2 separate regions of the Sus scrofa genome follow, and region 1 is linked to region 2. Evidence: chromatin contacts called from public Hi-C data. All regions are on one chromosome and are shown on one strand. The core of a region is the stretch at or near the end of the contact, and the rest is flanking DNA. Distances in the headings are between cores, read along the strand shown. Region 1 holds the start of TMEM39B (transmembrane protein 39B). Region 2 holds the start of SPOCD1 (SPOC domain-containing protein 1).

Region 1 (5,414 bases), core at 766-3,265, 240 kb before region 2:
GGATCGAACCCAAAACCTCATGGTTCCTAGTCAGATTCATTAACCACTGAGCCACAACGGGAACTCCTCACACTTCAACTTTATCTAATTCATTCGTTAACATATTTATTGTCTATCTTTCCCACTAGAACAGAAGATCAGTGGAGTCACTATCTTTTTCTTTTTTTTCTGGGCTGCACCTGCAGCATATGGACGTTCCTTGGCTAGAGGTCTAATTGGAGCTGTAGCTGCCGGCCTACGTATGCCACAGCCACAGCAACACTAGATTGGAGCCACATCTGTGACCTATGCCGCAGCCTGCAGCAATGCCAGATTTTTAACCCACTGAGTGAGGCCAGGAATTGAACCCACATCCTCATGGATACAAGTTGGGTTCTTAACCCACTGAGCCACAACAGGAACTCCAGCAGTCACTATCTTGATTTTTTTTTTTTTTTGGCCACACCTGTGGGACATGAAGTTTGCAGACCAGGGAACTAACCCATGCCACACCTGCAACCTGTGCCACAACTGCGACAATGTCAGATCCTTAACCCGTTGAGCCACAAGGGACTTCCTTGGTCTGTCTTTTCCACCGCTGTATCCTGTCCCCTTACCACAGTGCCCACCATAAAGCAAGGCTGCAATAACTACATGTTAATGAGGGAATGAACCCAGCAAGGTAGGTTTTCCACAGATTGGGAAACTCAGTTTTCACTGTGTCATAGGTAGTCTGGGAGTCTGGGGCTTGTGCTCTTAGCGTTGGTGAACACTGCTCCTTTTGGATACTCTAAATCTCTGTAGGCTGACACTTCTGGGTACTCTTGAAGTTTCTGCCTGCAGGACCCAAGATCCAGCTCAAGGAGCATCCTGGATTCTCATGGTCAGGTCCTAGGGCCTGAGCACAGTGTCAAGGATATGGGCTCTGGAAGAATGCTGGACCCACAACCTCTTTCTCTAGGCTTAGCAGCCTAGCCCAAGGTCCCAGGCACTGCCCTGCACAAAGATCCTGGGCACCACCCTAGTCCCACTGAGTTATAGCCTGTTCATATCTCCTCATGGCAGCACAGCAACCTACAACCACCCACCCACCCACACACACCCCTGCCCTAGCTTCTAGCCTGTAAGCTCTACACACACACACACACACACACACACACACACACCCTGCCCTAGCTTCTAGCCTGGAAGCTCTTCCCACACATCTCCAAAAAGTTCTTGTCCAGGAGCTCTGCCCCCAACCAGACCCCAGCTCCAAAGCTCTGTTCACGCACTACTGTTCCTGGCTTAGAAAACCTCACACAGGCACCTTCAGTCCGAATGCTCTGCCCACACCCACTCTCCCCTCTTTAGAAGCTCTGCACCCACATAAAGCCCCTCAACCCAGAAGCCCCACCCACACACACTTGTCAGCCCAGAAAACCTGCCTACAAGCCAATAAAAGCTCTCTCTGCCCAGAAGCCCGGTTCCAGAGTGGGGTCCCTTCTTCTGCAAGGTCTCCTTCCTGCTCCACCTCCCCCAGTACAAAGCCCCTGCAACCCCGAAAGTTTGCCCCTGCACTAGGGCCTACAGCACACGGACGCCTCTCTTAGCATCAAGGCCACGCCTACTGCCAAACCCCGCCCTCTCTAGTCCTCAGAGTGGGTCCTCACCAAAGCCCCCAGGAGCGTCTACATTTTAGAAGCCCCTCCCTCCGCTCCAATGTCCCGCCCCCACAAGAGGCCCCACCCGCAAAACGAAAGGAGGGGGCGGGGTCCCTCTGCGACCACATCCCCTCCCCCTCCCCTCGCCAGGATCCTGTCCGCGTGGGGGAGCAATTAGCAGCTTGGCCAACCTAACCCCCGAGCGCGCCCGTTGCCGGGCCAAGCCGGACCCGCGCTGCTCACCCATCTCCTCCCCCCGGCGTTTTCTGCTTCGCCGCCGCAGCTTCTGCGGGCAATATGTCGGAGGCGACGGCGGCCGGGAGAGGACTAACCGCCGCAGCCCAGTCCCCGGGTATCAGCTGCGCGCTACCGCTTCGCCGCCAAATTTGCATACAAGGCGGGCTAGCAGTTGGGGGCGCGCTTCTTAAAGGGGCCGCGCGGACAAAGGCAGAGCCGCGCGCTCTTTGTCTCGCGGTCCTCCACACCCTTCCTGCAGCTGCTGCCGAATAACCCAAGAGAGAGGGAAGCTGTCTCCTGCTCTTCCCTTGCGTACCTTCTCTCAGCTCCTCTTCGAAGATAAGGGAGGAGGTCAGAACCCCTCTCGGTTCCTGCATCCATGAGTGGTCCACTGGCGCCTCAAAACTCGCTTTGTCGCAAATTAGGCTTTTTTTTTTTCTGAACTCAGTGAATTTATTACATTTACAGTTGTACAATGATCATCACAACCCAATTTTATAGCATTTCCATCCGAAATCCCCAGCGCATGCCCCCACCCCCCAACCTGTCTCCTTTGGAAACCATAAGTTTTTCAAAGTCTGTGAGTCAGTATCTGTTCTGCAAAGTTCATTGTGTTTTTTTTTCAGATTCCACATGTAAGTGATAGCATTTGATGTTGGTGTCTCATTGTCTGAATGACTTCGCTTAGCATAATTTCTAAGTCCATCCATGTTGCTAAAAATGCTGTTATTTCTTTCCTTTTAATGGCTGAGTAATATTCCATTGTGTATATGCACCACATCTTTATCCATTCCTCTGTCAATGGACATTTGGGTTGTCTCCAAGTCTTGGCTATTGCAAATAGTGCTGCAATGAACATTGGAGTACACGTGTCTTTTTGAGTCACGGTTTTCTCTGGATAGATGCCCAAGGCTTTCATCTTTCTCTTTGGCCTTATTGTTCCTCCGTTTACCCCAATCAAAACCTGGGAGTCACTTCCTCTGTTCCATCAACCCCCACAACCAATCTTCCACCTAGTCTTGCTGACCCTAAGTTCTAGTTATTTCTCTTATCTGACCCTGCTCTTCTCTCACCACCTTAGTTCAAATCCTGATTTTGCCAGTTCCAAGACTTGAAATCTTGTTTCTTGCTCATTACTAGTAATATTCACTTTAAGGGTCTTGGTGAGGATTAAGTGAGATAATGCATGTAGAACAGTTTTGTTTTAGTTTTTTTATTTGTGCATGTGTGTGTTTTCTGTTTTGGGTTTGTTTTTTGTGGTTTTTGGTTTTTTGTTTTTTGTTTTTTTTTGCTTTTTAGGACCACACCCGCAGCATATGGAGGTTCCCAGGCTAGGAGTTGAATCTGAGCTGCAGCAATTGACCTTCGCTACAGCCACAGCCATAGCCACGTGGGATCCAAGCAGCGTCTATGACCTACACCACAGCTCACAGCAATGCTGGAGACTTAATTCACTGAGCGAGGGGGTGAGGCCAGGGATTGAACACTCATCCTCATGGATACTAGTCAGGTTTGTTACTGCTGAGTCACAGTGGGAACTCCTAGAACAGTTTGTTTTAAGAAAAGTTAGCCATCATTACTATTATTATGTTTGGCAAGTACTTAACACAAAGCACTCAATAAATGAGGTACTAGCACTCATTATTTCTATCCTCATAGGACTTACAAAGCTGTCTTAATCACATGGTACCCCATCACTTTAGCATGGTGTTTGACACATAATAGATAATAATATTCAATTAATTAAGTGATTTAGTAGATATTTAATTAATATTCACAGAGCTTACAGTTAAGTGGGAGGAGATGGACAGAAACAAAAATAGTAAATTCTGGGGGTTCCTGTCATGGCTCAGCGGAAATGAATCTGACTAGCATCCAAGAGGATGCAGGTTTGATCCCTGGCCTTTCTCAGTGGGTTAAGGATCCGACGTTGCAGTGAGCTCTGGTGTAGGTCTGGGATTTGGCTCAGATCCCGTGTTGCTAGGGCTGTGGCGTAGGCCAGCAGCACAGGTCCGATTCGACCCCTAGCCTCAGAACCTCCACTTGCTGCATGTGTGGCCCTAAAAAGACAAAAAAAAAAAAAAAAAAAAGTAAATTCTGTGTTATGTTAGAAGGGAATGATTCCTGTGGAGGAAAACAGGAAAGGGGGATGGGAGGTTGCAATTTAGAGTCTGGCTTCATTTAGAAGGTGACTTTTCAACAAACACTTGAAAGAAATGATTGTGTCAATCACACAGGTATCTGGAGAAAGGGGGCATTCCAGGCAGAGAGGAAAAGTCATTGGAAGGGACCTCAGGTATGAGCCTGCCTCTAGTGTTTTAAGAAACAGCAAGGAAGAGTCCCTGTTGTGCTCAGCAGGTTAAGAACCTGACTAGTATCGTGAGGATTTGGTTTTGATCCCTGGCCTGGCTCAGTGGGTTAAGGATCTGGCGTTGCCCCGCTGTAGGTGGCAGATGCGGTTTGGATCCTAGTTGCTGTGGCTGTGGTGTAGGCTGGCAGCTGCAGCTCCTGTTTGACCCCTAGCCTGGAAACTTCCATATGCCACAGGTGCAGCCCTAAGAAAAAAAAAAAAAGAAAGAGAAGAAAGAGAAAAAGAAACAGCAAGTAGGCTAGTGTAGCTCGGAATGGAATAAACAAGAGAGTTGGATGTGAGAAGGACTGGACCTGTGGCTTTTACTCTGAATGAGATAGGGAGCTACTGGAGGGTTTGAAATTTCATTCTGAAAGAATCTCTCCAACTTCCCTGTGAGGATAGTCTGTAGGAGCACAAGAATGGAATCAGGGAGACCAGGATGCTATGGCAAAGATCTTAGCAAGACATACTGATGGTTTGGACCAGATTGTGTGGGGTGATGAGACACGATTGGATTCTGGATTTGAAGATAAAATTTGATAGGTACATGGAAGAAACAGAAGATCAGGATTACTCCAAGATTTTTAGCCTCGGCAAATGGAAATATGGAATTTAATTCAACACAGATATATCTAATAAATTACAGATTTTACACCCAGTCAGGTCTTCTCTTCTGGGGAAAAAGAGGCCAAGGGAGGGCAATGACCAGGTCCCAGAGCAGAGTAGAAAGTAGGGTTGAGATTTCTTCTTTCTTTTTCTTTTCTTTTCTTTTCTTTTCTTTTCTTTCTTTTTCTTTCTTTCTTTCTTTCTTTCTTTCTTTCTTTCTTTTCTTTCTCTCTCTCTCTCTCTTTCTTTCTTTCTTTCTATCTCTCTCTTTCTTCTTACTTTCTTTCTCTTTCTTCTTTCTTTCTTTCCTTCTTTCTTTCACTTTTTACACCCACACCTCCATATGGCAGTTCCCAGGCTAGGGGATGAATCTGAGCTGCAGCTGCTGGCCACAGCCCCAGCCACAGGCATGTAGGATCAGAGCTGCATCTGCGACCTATACCACAGCTCACATCAATGCCGGATCCTTAATCCACTGAGTGAGGGCAGGAATTGAACCCGCAACCTCATGGATACTAGTCTGGTTCATTGCCACAGAGCCACAATGGGAACCCCCTGAGATTTCTTTTTCTAGCCGAAGAAATTCTGGTCAGAAG
Region 2 (5,228 bases), core at 1,268-3,767:
ACAAATCACAAATGCCGGAGAGGGTGTGGAGACACAGGAGCCCTCCTCCACGGTTAGGGACACAACCACTATGGAAAACAGTATGGAAGTTCTTTTAAAAACTAAAGATAGAGCTAGTATAGGGTTCAGCAATCCCACTCCTGGGCATATATCCAGAGGAAACTCTAAGTCGAAGAGGTAGATGCACCTCAGTGTTCCCAGCAGCACTACTTAACAACAGCCAAGACATGGAAAGAGCCTAACTGTCCACTGACAGATGAATGGATAAAGAAGATGAATGGACTGCTACTCAGTCATAAAAAAGAATGAAATAATACCAGTTGCAGCAACATGATGGGCCTAGAGATTACTAAGTTAAGTAAGTCAGAAAGAGAAAAACAAGGAGTTTGCCTTGTGGCTCAGCCGTAATGAACCTGAATAGTATCCATGAGGATGAGGGTTCCATCCCTGGCCTCACTCAGTAGGTTAAGGGCTTGGTGTTACCGTGAGCTGCAGTGTAGGTGGCAGACACACATCAGGTAGGGCATTGCTATGGCTGTGGCGTAGGATGGCAGCTGCAGCTCCAGCTCCTATTTGACCCCCAGTCTGGGAACTTCCATATGCTGAGGGTGCAGCCCTAAAAAAAAAAAAAAAAAAAAAAAGAGAGAGAGAGAGAGATAAATGTATGTTATCATTTAAATGTGTAATCTAAAATATGATACAAAGGAACTTATCTATGAAACAGATTCACAGACATAGAAAATAAACTTATGGTTACTAAAAGGGAAAGGGGGTGGGGGGACAAATTAGGAGTTTGGGATTAGCAAATGCACACTGCCATAAATAAAATAGATAGACAGGAGTTCCCATCACGGCTCAGCGGAAATGAATCTGACTAGCATTCCTGAGGTTGAGGGTAGGATCCCTGGCCTCGCTCAGTGGGTTAAGGATCTGGTGATGCCGTGAGCTGTGGCATAGGTCGCAAACGCGACTCGGATCCCGCATTGCTGTGGCTGTGGTGTAGGCCAGCAGCTACAGCTCTGATAGGACCCCTAGACTGGGAATATCCATATGCTGAGGGTGCGGCCCTAAAAGAATAAAATAAATAAAATAAAATAGATAAACAACAAGGTCCTATTGTATAGCACAGGGAATTATATTCAATATCCTATAATAAATCATAGTGAAAAAGAATATGAAGTAGAATAGGTACATACATATAACTGAATCACTTTGCTCTACACCAGAAACTAACACAACATTGTAAATCAACTATAATTTAACTTAAAAAATTTGAGGGCGTTCCCATTGTGGCTCAGCTGTAACAAACCCAACTGGTATCCATGAGGACATGGGTTCGATCCCTGGCCTCGCTCAGGGGGTTAAGGATCTAGGGTTGCCTAGAGCTGTGGTATAGGTTGCAGATGAGGCTGCGACCCCACGTGGCGGTGGCGGTGGCTTCAGCCAGCAGCTGCAGCTCCAAATGGACCCCTAGCCTGGGAACTTCCATATGCCACAGGTGTAGTCCTAAAAAGAAAAAAAAAAAAAATCTATTTGAGATAATAAGTAAATAATTGAGCAAAAATCTAGATCTGATTCTGCATTCCCCTAGGGGTTTAGGCACTTTCAATAACTCCCCAGTGCCCTAGGATCAAGTTTAAACTCTCAGGCGGTATTCAAAGCCCTTTGGCACCAGGCACCAGGGATTGGCACCTCCTCCGGGAAGCCCTCTAGAGGAAGCGGGCGCCCTCTTCTGGAAGAGAGACGTCAGCACGTCTGGGGTACCGCCCCTTGCCGCCGCAGCGGAGACCCCGCCCCATCCCTCAAACACTCCCCGCATCACGTGGTCCCAGCCCCCTTACAGCTGGGGGTGCAACCCCGCGAGGGTGAGCCCGGGAACCCCAGGTGAGAGCTTCTGGGCTCGTGGGGGGCTGGGCTCCCTGAGCGGTGGAAACTCAGGCCTGTTCAGGCCTAAGAACCTGTCTGGAGCGTCCTTCAGACCAAGACCAATGGAGGGGGTGGGAATTAACCCCGTTCAGTGCCTACTCCACGTGGGAATGGTTTAGAGTTGGGCTTTCTGTCGAGCAGGAGGGAATCCCGGCTCATTCACTTCCTATCAGCACGTGTCCTTGGGGGAGTCTCTGTTTCTTGGCCTTTGGCTGCCAGCATGAAATGAAACAGTCGCCCTAAGTAAGTCATTAATGAATGACAGCTTGTTGGCACAGCCCATTTAAGCAAAGCGTGAACCCTCAGACCAGGGAAGATGTTCAGGGTGGCTGGAGCACAACCCTGTTTGGCGACAGGCTTCCCCTTCCTCACCTGGGGTGCCAGGTCCTCCTGGGGGTGCTTACTTCAGTGGTTTTTGAATGCTTGTCTCCCTGGAGGTGCCACCTACAAGGGAGACTGCTACCCGGGTTTCCAGTTGCCCCATGTCCTGAAGGGGCTGGCAGGTTGGAGCCTCTGCGATGGTCTCTCTCTCTCTGTCTCTGTCTCTCCCAGGGCCTGCCTTCTGCTGTTGGTCCCTGCAGGTGGACAGACATGTCTTGGCAGGTGGCTGTGGAGGGCTCCAGCGCAGAGGACCCTGTTCTCAGCCCCCGAGACAGCTGTGGGCTCTTCCAGGAGGATGTGGAAGAAACCGGCTCCCAGTCAGGCCTGGCCCCACACCTGCAGGAGGAAGCTCTGGGGCTCCAGTTTGGGCTGGCAGCAGGAAGAGGGTCCACCCGGAAGAGGCCCTTCAAGGTGCCAGCTGCCAGGCTGTGGGTGCACCTGGGGCCAGTGTGGAGGCCAAGGCCCGCCTGGTGGTCCCTGCGCTGCAAGCTGTGGGACAGAGGCAGGACTTGCTGCCTGGCCCCAGGCTCCATATCCAGTTGCCCACAGTGCCTGCCCAGGGGAGGGCCCAGACCTGCAAGAGGCTCCTGGTTTCTCTCCATGACATCTTAGCTGGCAGTGGGCCCAGGAATCTTTGGAGCATGTCTGTGGGGGCAAGAAAGAAAAGCAGGATGTGTGAGGCCCCCTTAGAGGGTGAGGAGGGGGCTGGCGGCTTGTGTCTTGGCCAGAGCCCTGGTGGGGACAAGCCCCAGTCTGGGGGAGGCCTCTCACATGGTGCTGATGTGGAGTCTGTGGGAGTTTCTTGCAGGCCACTTTCTTGCAAGGACACTGGGTCTGGGCCTGCAGACCCAGGCGGAAGTTGGGAGGAGTGTGCCTCAGGGATTGAGAAGTTGGAATCTTTGCCCATTGCAGGGGATGGGGCCCCACCAGACACACCCTGTGCCCCTGTCGAGCCCCCAGTGTCCAGTGGAGGAGAGTTCCCTCAGCCAGCTACCCAGGCTCCTCCACAGAGCCCGGCACTGTGCCTGGGAGAGTCTGGAAAGGCTTCCCCAGAGTGGCAAGAAGCAGGGCAGAGCTTGGGGGCTGGTGGTGAGGATGGCCCTGACACCTCACATGACCAGGAGGAGCTAGAGGTCGAGGCTCAGCCAGTGTCTGGAGGGAGGCCAGAGCAGGGACTCACTGCTTCCACGGACACCTCTGCCAGCTCCCTGGAGCCTGCAGCCAGCAAAGCTAGATCAGGCCAGGCCGCAGGGCAGAGAAGATACAAGTATGCTACAAAGCTGAGAAGGGGGCCAGTGCCCTGTGCCCAGGATGGGGACACTGAGAGATGCTCAGACCACTCCAACCAGGAGCAACCAGAGGAGTCCAGCCCAGGAGGCTGCCCCAAACTGGTAAGTTGAGTCTGAGAGGTTGGCAGAGGGAGGGCATCATTATTTTCCGGAGTCCCTGAGTTCTGGGTTCAAATCTTTTTTTTTTTTTTTTTTCTTTTTGCCATTTCTTGGGCCGCTCCAGTGGCATATGAAGGTTCCCAGGCTAGGGGTCTAATTGGAGCTGTAGCTGCCGGCCTACACCAGAGCCACAGCAACACGGGATGCAAGCTGCATTTGCAACCAACACCACAGCTCACGGCAACGACAGATCCCTAACCCACTGAGCAAGGCCAGGGACCAAACCCGCAACCTCATGGTTCCTAGTCGGATTCATTAATCACTGCGCCACGACGGGAACTCCACTGGGTTCAAATCTTATCTCTGCTCACTTCCCAGCTGAGTGACCCTGGGATATTTTTTAACCTCTTTAAGTTTCTCATCTGTAAAAAAAACCCAGTCTAATGGGGTCGTTTTGAGGCTTGAATGGGATGATGGTGTAAAATGACGTGTCTCGCACAGCACAAGGTAAATTCATTTTATGTCAAATTTGCTTTTCCCCGAGTGTTACCATAGCCTTGCGAGATAGGCATTAGCCCTCTATTTCCCAGTGGGGAAACTGAGGCTCAGAAAAGTTAATGAACTTCTCCAAGCTCACACAGCAAGGAATTTGGGGCCTGGCCATTCCTTTCCAAATGTTCTTTTACTGATAATAAGAAGGGTGTTTTTATTAATAACCACAGCGAACATGTTTATCCACCAAAGGCAGAAGATGGCACTCCCTGTTTTGGATGTATATTTCTCACATAGTCGAATTTTTATCCCATTGAATAGGTGTTATGTGCTAGGCGCTTTTGATTTAGTCTTCGCACGAAGCCCAGAGAGGTAAGGTTACAAGCCCAAGGTCCCACAGCTGCTAAATGTCAGAGCCAGGATGCAGCCCCAGGCAGTCTGTCTGGAGAGCTTGCTGCACCGCTTAGCTGTGCACACTCTCCACTGGCGCCACAGCGACAACAGCCCCTGGCCTGCTTATCACGTGCTGGGTACTGTCCCGAGCACTTTATCTTCAATCTTCCTAACAATCCTCCAGGTAGATGCTGTTGGTATATACCCATTTTAATGATGTGGACCCTGAGGCTCAGACAGGTAAAAGGACTAGTTCAAGACTAAACAGCAAATTCGTAGACCCAGTGAGCTGCTTGTGTGATTTACCACTATTTGTTACTATAATTACATTTGAATGCGATTGCATTGCCTTTGTAAACATCACTCAGAAACGGTAATATTTAATTAAAAATGAAATGTTTGTTATAGAAAATAAGGAAGAAATCAAGATTCCCGTAATACCAATACTCAGAGCTATCTCCTGTTGACATTTTGGTAAATGCTCTTTCTTCCATCTTTTTCTATGCATGTATATCTCTTCTTGGCTGAGAAATGAGATCATGCAGGTCCAAATTTATAACTTGATTTTTTGGGTATTAAAAAAGAATGGATTTTCCTGGTGGCTCAGTGCTTAAGGATCTGGTGTTGTCACTGCTGTGGCTCGGGTCA

The links. Hi-C and Micro-C count contacts between places; a contact is called where the count stands out from the background.
Region 1: a contact with region 2 is called in a Hi-C map of fetal heart ventricle, with 2.0 times the contacts expected there. The contact joins the promoter of TMEM39B here to the promoter of SPOCD1 in region 2. A contact is called at or near these places in 1 of 5 promoter capture datasets (liver), 22 of 47 Hi-C or Micro-C datasets (alveolar macrophages, blood, embryonic fibroblasts and 12 more) and 2 of 2 datasets of contacts at active chromatin or transcription factors (alveolar macrophages and skeletal muscle).

Annotation. Positions count from the first base shown.
Region 1 is chr6:88,581,892-88,587,305 of Sscrofa11.1, reverse strand. It overlaps TMEM39B (transmembrane protein 39B), which reads right to left and starts at 2,015. Exons shown (of 9, transcript XM_021095796.1): 1 at 1,866-2,015. The coding sequence starts at 1,869.
Region 2 is chr6:88,346,483-88,351,710 of Sscrofa11.1, reverse strand. It overlaps SPOCD1 (SPOC domain-containing protein 1), which reads left to right and starts at 2,517. Exons shown (of 15, transcript XM_021097602.1): 1 at 2,517-2,641; 2 at 2,644-3,698. The coding sequence starts at 2,518.